Regions from separate parts of the Capsicum annuum genome. Here region 2 is linked to region 1. The links are chromatin contacts, called in public Hi-C maps. All regions are on one chromosome and are shown on one strand. Each heading gives the region's core, a stretch centred on a gene start, on an enhancer-like site or on the middle of the called end of the contact. The rest is flanking DNA. Distances are from core to core; before and after follow the strand shown.

Region 1 (4,742 bases), core at 1,307-3,806:
TATTATGAGACAGATATATAATAATAATAATAAAGCGTATATATAATATATAAACAAAGCAAATAATTAATAAACAAGCTTTAGTATATGTTATAAGCAAAGTAAATAAATAAGTCAAGCAAAGTAATATAAACAAGTAATTAAAGCAGGTAAGTAGTTATGAGAAAACAAAGCAGAGTTAACGTGGATGTGTTTTTTATATGCTGTAAAATCCTACTCAGTACTCCCTTCTTCGTTGTCCTTAGTCTAGTATAAGAGTTCGAGTCATAAAGATCAAAGTATATTTTCTCCTAAAAAATATTTTTGCATTTTTTGATTTTTTTTTTTAAATTTTATACCCTGTTCATCTATTTCTCTTCAGTTTTAGGTATTTTACCAATATCTTCTTTAATCACACCGCGGGATAACAACAACAATCCTTTTTTAATCTTCTGCGGACTTTTTAAATCCCTAGGAATTTACAGATTAATCCATTGTTATTGCTAAAACACTGAGAGAATAACCATATACTGGAGGTATGTTTATAAGTAATTTACTAATTTTACAAGACCAGAAAACTGACAGTGAACCGCCATCGATCCAGATCTTATAATATTAAAGACACATCTATTAATAATTAAATGTTGGTTCTTTAGGAAATCAAAATTTAATTCTATTTTACTTAACAAATTCTTTTGTTTGTTTTGCAGGTCTTTTAATATCTCTAGAGTTTTTAATATTTTTGTATTTTCTTTTTGAACTTTTTCTCCTAGGTTTATTATAAAGTCTGTAATAGTATTTAGTTGTGGATTATCTCCATGTAATATATGTTCTCCGTTGTTAAAATTACACTTAATAAAATTATTGTCTTTTAAACGTCTGTATTTCTTTTCAACTTGAATTGTTAGATTTAAATATTCTAATTTCCTTAAATTATCAATTTTCACACTACTATTTTTTATCCTAAAGGTATTTTGCTAATATAGTGATTTCTAATGATCTTTATTCTATAATTTTTGTAGTCTATACAATATCTAATACTTTCTAATTTACACTTAAACAAATTTATATGGTCTACATAGTTTACTAGTGTTATAAGGTCTAATGTTATAAGGTCTATGTAATAATAACTAATTTTAAATAAGATAAATCTTGTACATTTAGATGTTGAGAAAATAAATAATTTTAATTATTTAGAGGGTTTCAAATGTATATTTAGATTCAAATATTTAAATCTTATTAATATTCATATGATCGGAAAGAAGACTAAAGCATCTCTAATAGGAAACATGATCCCATCTCTTTCAACAAAACTTACTCTAGTATTGAGGAATATGATTAGATAGCAATTCACTAACAATAATCGAAATTAAGATTATAATTAGTGTTAAATGGGAATCCTCCATAGAGGTGTTTAGAAATTAAACAAGGATGGCTCAAGCCTGACAAAAAATAAATCGGACTAGAAGGATTAGGGGGTGACTATCGTCCTTGTAGCTCTATCAGTCATTCATGAATGCAGGTTGCTGAAGGAAAGGTTGAAAAAATCCGATGACAAGTACAATTACAGGGAGTAGGCCGACCTACTGGTAAAGGAGGAATAAGGAAAAAATATTTTGATAGAATTAAAGTTTTTGATAGTTCCTTGTGTATTTGCCAAGAAAGTTGTATGGCAAACATTTTAGGAACTATTTTCGAAACATCAAACTTTCGCATTTAATTGTATTTCAGCTGACAACGTCACAACTGATCGAACTACAAAGGAGCATGCTCCAATCAGTTTAGTATGCTGCAAGTATATTGTGTTGCACATATATGTCATGTCAATGAACACAATGTTCCCTCGGAAACCTGTGAAAGGATATTATATTTTCGATGCACTTTGATTATTGTACAACTACAAGCGTCTTACTTTGGCATGTTAGATCAAACAAGTTTTCACATAACTGCAGGTTATTTTTGTGGTGAGAGCTCTGAAGTCTATCATACAATGTTGCAGCTGCTGCTGTTATCTCAAGATGTTGAAGCTAACAATATTAAAAGACCAGCTAGACTAGCTAATCTTGGGAAACAATGAAGTATCATTCGAGCAGATTATACCGTCTGTTGTGAATCTTTGACATGCCTAATCTTAGTACACACGACAATCGCTATGTAAAATAGTGATTGACCCCCTGCAATTCGGCGTGTGCACAGCAGGGGCTAACCCCACTTGTAAAGAAGAATGGGGTAAAGATGAACTCGTAACGGAATTTGCATTGATGAAGAATTCTACACATGCTACTTCTGTAACCAAAATATTCACTAAAAATTTAGGAGGTTACTGAAACATAGAAGAAATAGTAATAAGAGTAAGTTATTGGTTGCTCTTGCAATTGCTAAAGGTATTCCATGATAGTTCCATCTTTATATATACAACACCATAAACTACAACATCATCACGGTAACAAATTTCTACTTACCTCACAATTCCACAGGACATTGGTTTCATCTTAGCACTGTATCTGCACTTGGATTATCACCCTAATCTTTCGATCCAATACTAACTAGGGTTTATTTTACATATTACATGCCCCTGACTCCTTATGCACAAACTAAGTCTCATTAGGAGGAACTATTAGGAGGAACTACATAAGCTAGCTGAACAATAAGATTTCACCTTTCTATAGGTTTTCCATTCTGCAAATCACGGCTGTCCTCATTTATAGATAGTCCTGAGAAGTGAGACTTCAAACCAATCCAGCATTGGTAATAATCGTGATCCATAAATGGAGATTCAAGTGCCCACGGACAGACACGGGGTATTAGGCAAGACTCGAACATAAAAGCCATGGTATCAGCTATTCTATGTGGACCAGCTTCATTTCCAAGTGCAATGGTTGCCTGTCAAATGTTATATGGCATCAGAATCATTTGGTGAACAAAAGTGTACCACATATAACCATGATTTGGATGCAACAACAAATGGTTATGATGCACAGATCATAAGTGCTAGATTAACTAGTATAATTATGCTCGGGGGATCTTAGTAGGTTTTCTTGTTTTGCTGAAGTCTCGGGGAATCTTAGTAGTCCGGTTGACTTTCTGAACTTAATTTTATTGGTAACAGTTTGATTCCCTACCCTATTATAATTTTAATTTTTTTAAAAAAAGTATAGTTATGCTCAATGCACGATGTTGTAACTTGTAAACAAAAAAGCTGAGACAATAATACACTTGCACTGCAAATGTATAGAACCTTGAATTGGACAAGCGAATTGCGTTTTGCCACAGAATTTTTAAAAAAGGATTCATCGTTGGTAACTAAACAATGGAAAGAATATAAATAAGATGCATATGCGGGAAGGGAAAAGAAACAATGCCATAGAGGGAGGGGGGAACAGAACAGACATTACCTCATATGTTTTGGTATCAGGACCATGAGGAGTCATGCAGCTGTGGAGGCTTGCCCCTCCAGGGTGAAAACCATCAGCTTTTGCCTGAAACAAGCTTAACCTCATTAAAAGTGAAAGAAATAACCCTATAGTTGAGCATCGACTTCATGAAAGAGCGAGATAAACAACCTCGTATCCCCCATAGATTAGACCCATAAATTCGGTCATACAGTTGCGATGATAATATGGAGGACGGAAGGTGTGTTCAGCAACCAACCACCGTGGAGGAAAAATGACAAAGTCAAGCAACGCCACACCAGGTTTATCTGTTGGTGCTGTCAAAACTGCATTGATTTAAGAAACCAGAGTAAATGTAACTAGCAACACCGATAAATTTAAGAACAAGATTCACACGAATGACAATTAAACATTGATAATACTTAGAACCTATAGTAACTTCATAAACCTAACCAACCTGTGTTTATTGAAGGATCACTGTGGTCCATCAATACAGTATTGTATGGGCAGAACTTGCTTAAATCATACTGCAAATTGAGGAAATATATTACATCAGGACTAAGGAGACAAACAGCAAAGTAAATTGGATAAAATGTGAGCAAGGCACCCACATTATGAGAGATTGCAATACAGAGAAAATACCCGCCTTATAAGGAACATAATTTCCATGCCAAGCAACCACATTAAAAGGAGAGAAGTCCTGCTTCGCAGTGAAGAGTTCACCGCCATACTTCTGCACAATAGTGTAACCTGGACAGGAGCCATCTTCGTACCAGGCAACAGGAACAAGAAAATCCCTCGGAGCAGCCAGACCATTTGCACCTAAATACATATTCAAATGCATATCATCAATAATTGAGTAAATTTCATCCATGGTCACTTAACTTTGTGTCTAATACGCAAAAGTCACTTTTTCTTTCATTCATTACACGAAAGTCATTTAACTTTGCTCTGATCATCACAAAAGTCACTATGACCGGATTTTACAATACCGGAAAAATGATGTGGCAACTTTAATTATTTTTTAATTTTAATTTAAGTGAATACATAATATATTACTCATAATTGACCCTTTTTATATGTGCATAACCCAATTTAGTGAAAGAATCTCAATTTCTTAAGAGATTAGACTACCTAGAATCCCATTTTCTTAAGAGATTAGACTACCTCATGAAAACTATTTTCATAAAAAAAAATTGATTGATATTTTTATGAAACATTTTATAATATTGCATTCATCTGCCAAAAAAGTGCATCAAAAAAGAGTGATAAACAAGAAAAATTCTTCAAAACACATAAAATAGAAATACATGTATGATATTATTTCAAAAAAAAATTATTTTAATTCTTTGAAGATAAATAAACATGCTA
Region 2 (4,742 bases), core at 1,282-3,781, 86 kb before region 1:
TTTTGGAAGACTTGGGATATTCTTTGAAATATTCTTTAAAGCAAACAAGTGTCACACCTTCTCTCACCTCCCTTTTGGATCAAACATCATGTTTTGAATGTTCTTCTTCAACAATATATAAAGATTATGAAGAACACCAAGAACATTCAAAATTGACCCTTAAGCAAATGACCTCGGAATTGGACGAAATTCCAGATTCAAGCTCACGTTGAACCCTCAAATACAACCAACACGTTTTCAAGTCCAAAACCTCAACAACCAACTTCCAAATTTGAGAACCCGTCTTCAAGTTTCTTCAACTCAAGCTCAACAATAGTGGATGACTCGAACAACCCAGAATAAGGTCAAATTCGAGATCTAGACTCTAATAGTGTTTGGGAACAAAGATTTAACACTAGAAACATAAAAAGACATAAAAATCTAAGACCCAAAGTTTTGGCCTAGGAGTAAAACGAGAATAAAAAAATTTTGTTGCGATTTTTTATTTTCAACACAAATATCCCCAAGATTGACTTCGTGGGAATGAAATCAAGCTCAGCTTTGATACTAAATGATACGTGAGAAGATACAAAATAAGAAAAACACACAAACCGAAGGGAAAACGAGACAAACACACAAACAAATGAAAACACAAAAACAAGGGATAAAGGGATAGAAGGATAGATAGATAGACACAAATGATAAGAAAAAGAACAATCGAAAGATGTATCAAATCTAACGACCCTCCTCAATATTACCAAGAGCACCTAGCTTTTACGTAAATCTCAAAGGAATTGAATTCCTGAGCAACCCACATTTTTAAACAAAAGATCAACACAAGCTAATCCAAGCTTGTCTCGCACTCTCAAAGGAGCATTCAATCATAATTCTTCAAAATCTATCAAAGAAAATGTCTAAGGCGTCTATTTATAGTATGTGTTTGCCTAAATAGCCTAGTACAAAAATAGCCCAAAAATGGCTATTTTAAAAATACCCCACAAGGGCTCTTCAAAGCATGCTCTAAGCTCCAAGCAATTATCCACACATGAAATTGTGGGTTTAGGAGCGTAAAAGGGGTCCACCAAGTACATCTAGGGCTGTTCAAAATTAAACCATATCCGATAAGCCATCCAAAAAATTAACTTATTGGCTTATTGGTATTGGCTTATCGGATAAATGGTTGGTGAACGGATTAAATTTTTTTAATTAACGGCTTATTGGTGTGGGGTGGATTACACAATTTTCTTATTGGATAAACCGTTAACCCGTTAAGAATTACCATATATACTTATATTTTCCCCCTAGATATATAAAATATATATTATATTATAGTAAAATTTAAACTCAAACCTAATGGATCTAAATTCTAACCTAAAGCCCACCCTTAATTAACCCTAAACAGTAAAGTAGTGGAAAAAAGAATATGCTTAACACATTCGACTTTTTTCCAAGCGCATCAGCAACTGTAGCAGCTCCTGTTCCTGCTGAAGCTCTATCTGCTGCTGCTGCAAAAGTTCTTGTAGCTGTTCCTGCTAAACCAGCAGCTGCTTTTGCGAATCAGTTACCCCCTAGCTCCAATCATTCCTAACGAAGCTCTTTCCCCTGGTCTTAAACCACCGGTTTCCACTCCTAACGATTGGCGCTTAACAAAAGGTCCAAACTCATAACCTGTTCATTGCTTTGGTTTGCTTTGCCGACTCAAATCAAAAGTACTCAACAGTAGCCAAAGCTTTAAAGAGATTTAACACTAGGATTTCTGTTGTCAGTGCCACCGTGAAAAGAAAAGAATGTTCTATTCTATTTTGTTTTTTGATTTTGAGACGCATTCAAGTAGGAATTGTGGATGTTTGATAAATCGCCCGATAACTGTCTATCCGTTACCGAACCAATCGATATCTTATCGGTTGACTAGTGGATTTGTATATTTTAAAACCAATAACCGTTAAACCAAATCGTTAAGTGTAATGGTCCACCCAATTCCAATAAGCAGCTCTAAGTACATCCTTGAGCCCTTTGCTTGACCATGGATTGGACCTCTTTATATTGACCTTAAATGATGTAATCAAAAGATTTAAGGCCCTTTGGCTTATATCATGTTCCAATTTACTTGTCAATTTGTAAAAAAAGATGATTTTAATATTTTTAACTTTTTACTTAGTATTTTAAATTAAGTGTAGTAATAATATTAAAATATAGAGTTTCAAAATATTATTAATAAGATTAATTTGGTACTTAAAATACACCTAATTATTGATTTTTCAAGGGACGTGTTTAGTCAACATGTCCCAAGTAAAATTTGTTGAGTCAACATGTCCCAAGTAAAATGAAATTGACGGAGTTGCAGAAAAGCAGGAATGACAAGTGTGGAGAAACAGCAAAGTACATCAGAAAGAGAAATGGATATGCAGAATCAGTCTGCTTAACATTAGTGAGATGGTTTACTGGAGCGAACACCCTGAAAATCTATAACCAAGAGGAAAATTATGAGTGAAATTATACAACCAAATAGCCTCGGCTCTCAAGTTAAAGCAGCTCCAGCACGTCCAGGAGCAACTGAAATGCGGCTTGCATACAAATTCAACCAAAGGGTCTTAAGACCAACCAAATTTGTAGTCGAGAACGTATACAAGTGCAAGAGAAAAGGGATACAGTAAAAAAGCCAGCAAAGAAGTCCAAAGAGGAAAGGTGATACGAACACTCGCGAAGACCCCCATGACAACACAAACAATTAGAATAACCAGCACCTCTGACGAGAAATCCCATGTCAATCCTCTGATATAGACGAGAGCAAGGAAGACGGATAGACAAAGGAGATTGTTCATAGACACTGCTCCATACAACTGCAAGGTACCATTACAGATGTTATCAAAACTAGGTAATTGTATTATCAAACTGCTTAATGCTCAAATCTGAATTACTGATTATTGAAGCAAAAGAGGTTAACATGGAGTGAAATGGATATTGAGGATTCATATAGGGGACGACCCGGTTCATACCTACTCCGTAGGTGTCGGGGAGGGGGGGGACCACTCCGGGCCTGACCTACGCGCCCTCACCCCAACTTCGTTGGAGGGGCGTTTCGAACCCCCGACCCTGGCACACCACGGTAAGCAAGCTTACCGCTGAGCCAAGGCCATCCCTCATATTGAGGATTCATATAGTTGATTCTAACTAGCTTGGGACTAAGGTGTAGTTGGTTTTGATGTTTTTCCTTAGCATCAAATCACTTGTTTCGTATCAAATGGATCCTACAATGAATCATGTCAAACAAATTTGTGAAGGCCGAAATACAAATTTGAGCAAAATACAAGTAAATTTGTGTTGCAGCAATTCATAAGCTTTATCTGGTCACACACCAAATAATGGACAAGCTTTATGATGGAATACTACATCCTTATATAGGACAGCCCGCTGGGGAAGGACCTCACCCTCTTGGGTGTAATTTAGATAGCCAACTCTAATGTAAGTATTAGTGGCTGCTTCCACGGCTCCCCATCACTCTTATCTTATATAATGTTTACTAAATGGGTCAGAGGAAAGCCTTCCTAACATCAAATACCGCCATCCAATTCTCTCTCTTTTATCTCATCCTGCATACAGAGGTAACCCTAAGGGATTTGACATATTGGAAAACCTCAGATCAAGTCCGCCTCTTGATAACATTAATGATCTTCCATGTTCAGCTAAGCAAGTAAAGGGCAGCAAAACCATAATTTCTACAAACATAAAAGCACAAAAGATGCATCAGGAAACAAACCTCAGAAAATGTTAACGATGCAGATCTCAACTTTTTCCGGCTAGCAAAGATAATAGCTGACACTGCCTCACTGGAGTTGGTTGCCAGTGGCAGCGCAACGAATGAGACGAAAAAAGAAGGAATGGTTGTGGCACTTGAGAAGTTATTGACAGCATCAACTAGGGGATCAGCAAACACGGCAGCAATGACAGTGCCCAGCAACAGCAATAAGACGGCCTTAGTTGCAGTAGATCTGGGATTCTCAACAGCCTCAACACTTTCGTCACTTTGATCCCCTAAGAAGTAGTGTTCTGTCCTTGTTTGCTGCAAGCACGTCTACATTTTATCACTATCATCATGGCAATAAACTATCTACAAATGGTCATTAACACTTGACAAACCTCATGCAAATCACCAAGGTACTTCACTGTACCGGCACCAGTTTCAGGAGAAGGAGCATTGGAACCTCTGGCCTCATTAAGCCATTTTGAAACTCCGGCAATGAACTCAGATAGTTCAACTCGCTGATCATGAGAAGTATCAAAATTTTTCATCAGCTTTTCCACAGCATCATTCTCATTTAAATTCACCTCCTCAAGACGGAGTCCTACTACCAGAGCTCTTAATTCAGAACGTGAAAGATATCCATCTTCATTTTCATCAATTGCCTTGAATAGCCTGACGCGCAATCCTTCATCACATTGATAAGAATTCTAACAACGATTAAAACTGTGCAGAAAGCATTTCAAACTTACTTCTCTAAAACTTCTATATTTGGTGCTCCCTGGTCTGTGCAAAGCCTACCCAATGCACGCATTCTTAAATGTTTCAAAACTCCTGATATAAAATGCTTATGTTTTACATAAGCAAGACGTCTCCTCTGTATCCAAGGCTGAAACACCTGCATTAAAAGTTGGAGAGAAGTTCAGAGCAACTTTGCTTAAAAAAAAAAAGAGAATAAACAGGCCCCATGATTCCAACTGTAAGAAAGTGAAACTATTTAACTGCCTAGTATATAGGATAAGAA

The links. A called contact is a pair of places that touch in the nucleus more often than the background predicts.
Region 2: a Hi-C map of leaf shows a contact between it and region 1, with 2.1 times the contacts expected there. The contact joins two enhancer-like sites. A contact is called at or near these places in 2 of 5 Hi-C or Micro-C datasets (leaf and placenta).

Annotation. Positions count from the first base shown.
Region 1 is chr9:158,319,240-158,323,981 of UCD10Xv1.1, reverse strand. LOC107842433 (homogentisate 1,2-dioxygenase) reads right to left here. Exons shown (of 9, transcript XM_016686274.2): 5 at 4,018-4,193; 6 at 3,829-3,898; 7 at 3,543-3,697; 8 at 3,375-3,458; 9 at 2,326-2,862. The coding sequence ends at 2,635. Among protein-coding and RNA genes, the nearest start is that of LOC107842433, 5.8 kb to the right of the region's middle. Within about 2 kb of position 2,556, at least 3 of the 5 cell types and tissues checked have an H3K27ac peak or open chromatin away from gene starts, as enhancers often do. A contact at or near this core is called in leaf, where this site is marked.
Region 2 is chr9:158,405,285-158,410,026 of UCD10Xv1.1, reverse strand. LOC107842432 (sodium/calcium exchanger NCL) reads right to left here. Exons shown (of 7, transcript XM_016686273.2): 4 at 4,471-4,616; 5 at 4,117-4,393; 6 at 3,737-4,039; 7 at 2,360-2,819. The coding sequence ends at 2,571. Among protein-coding and RNA genes, the nearest start is that of LOC107842432, 13 kb to the right of the region's middle. Within about 2 kb of position 2,531, at least 1 of the 5 cell types and tissues checked has an H3K27ac peak or open chromatin away from gene starts, as enhancers often do. A contact at or near this core is called in leaf, where this site is marked.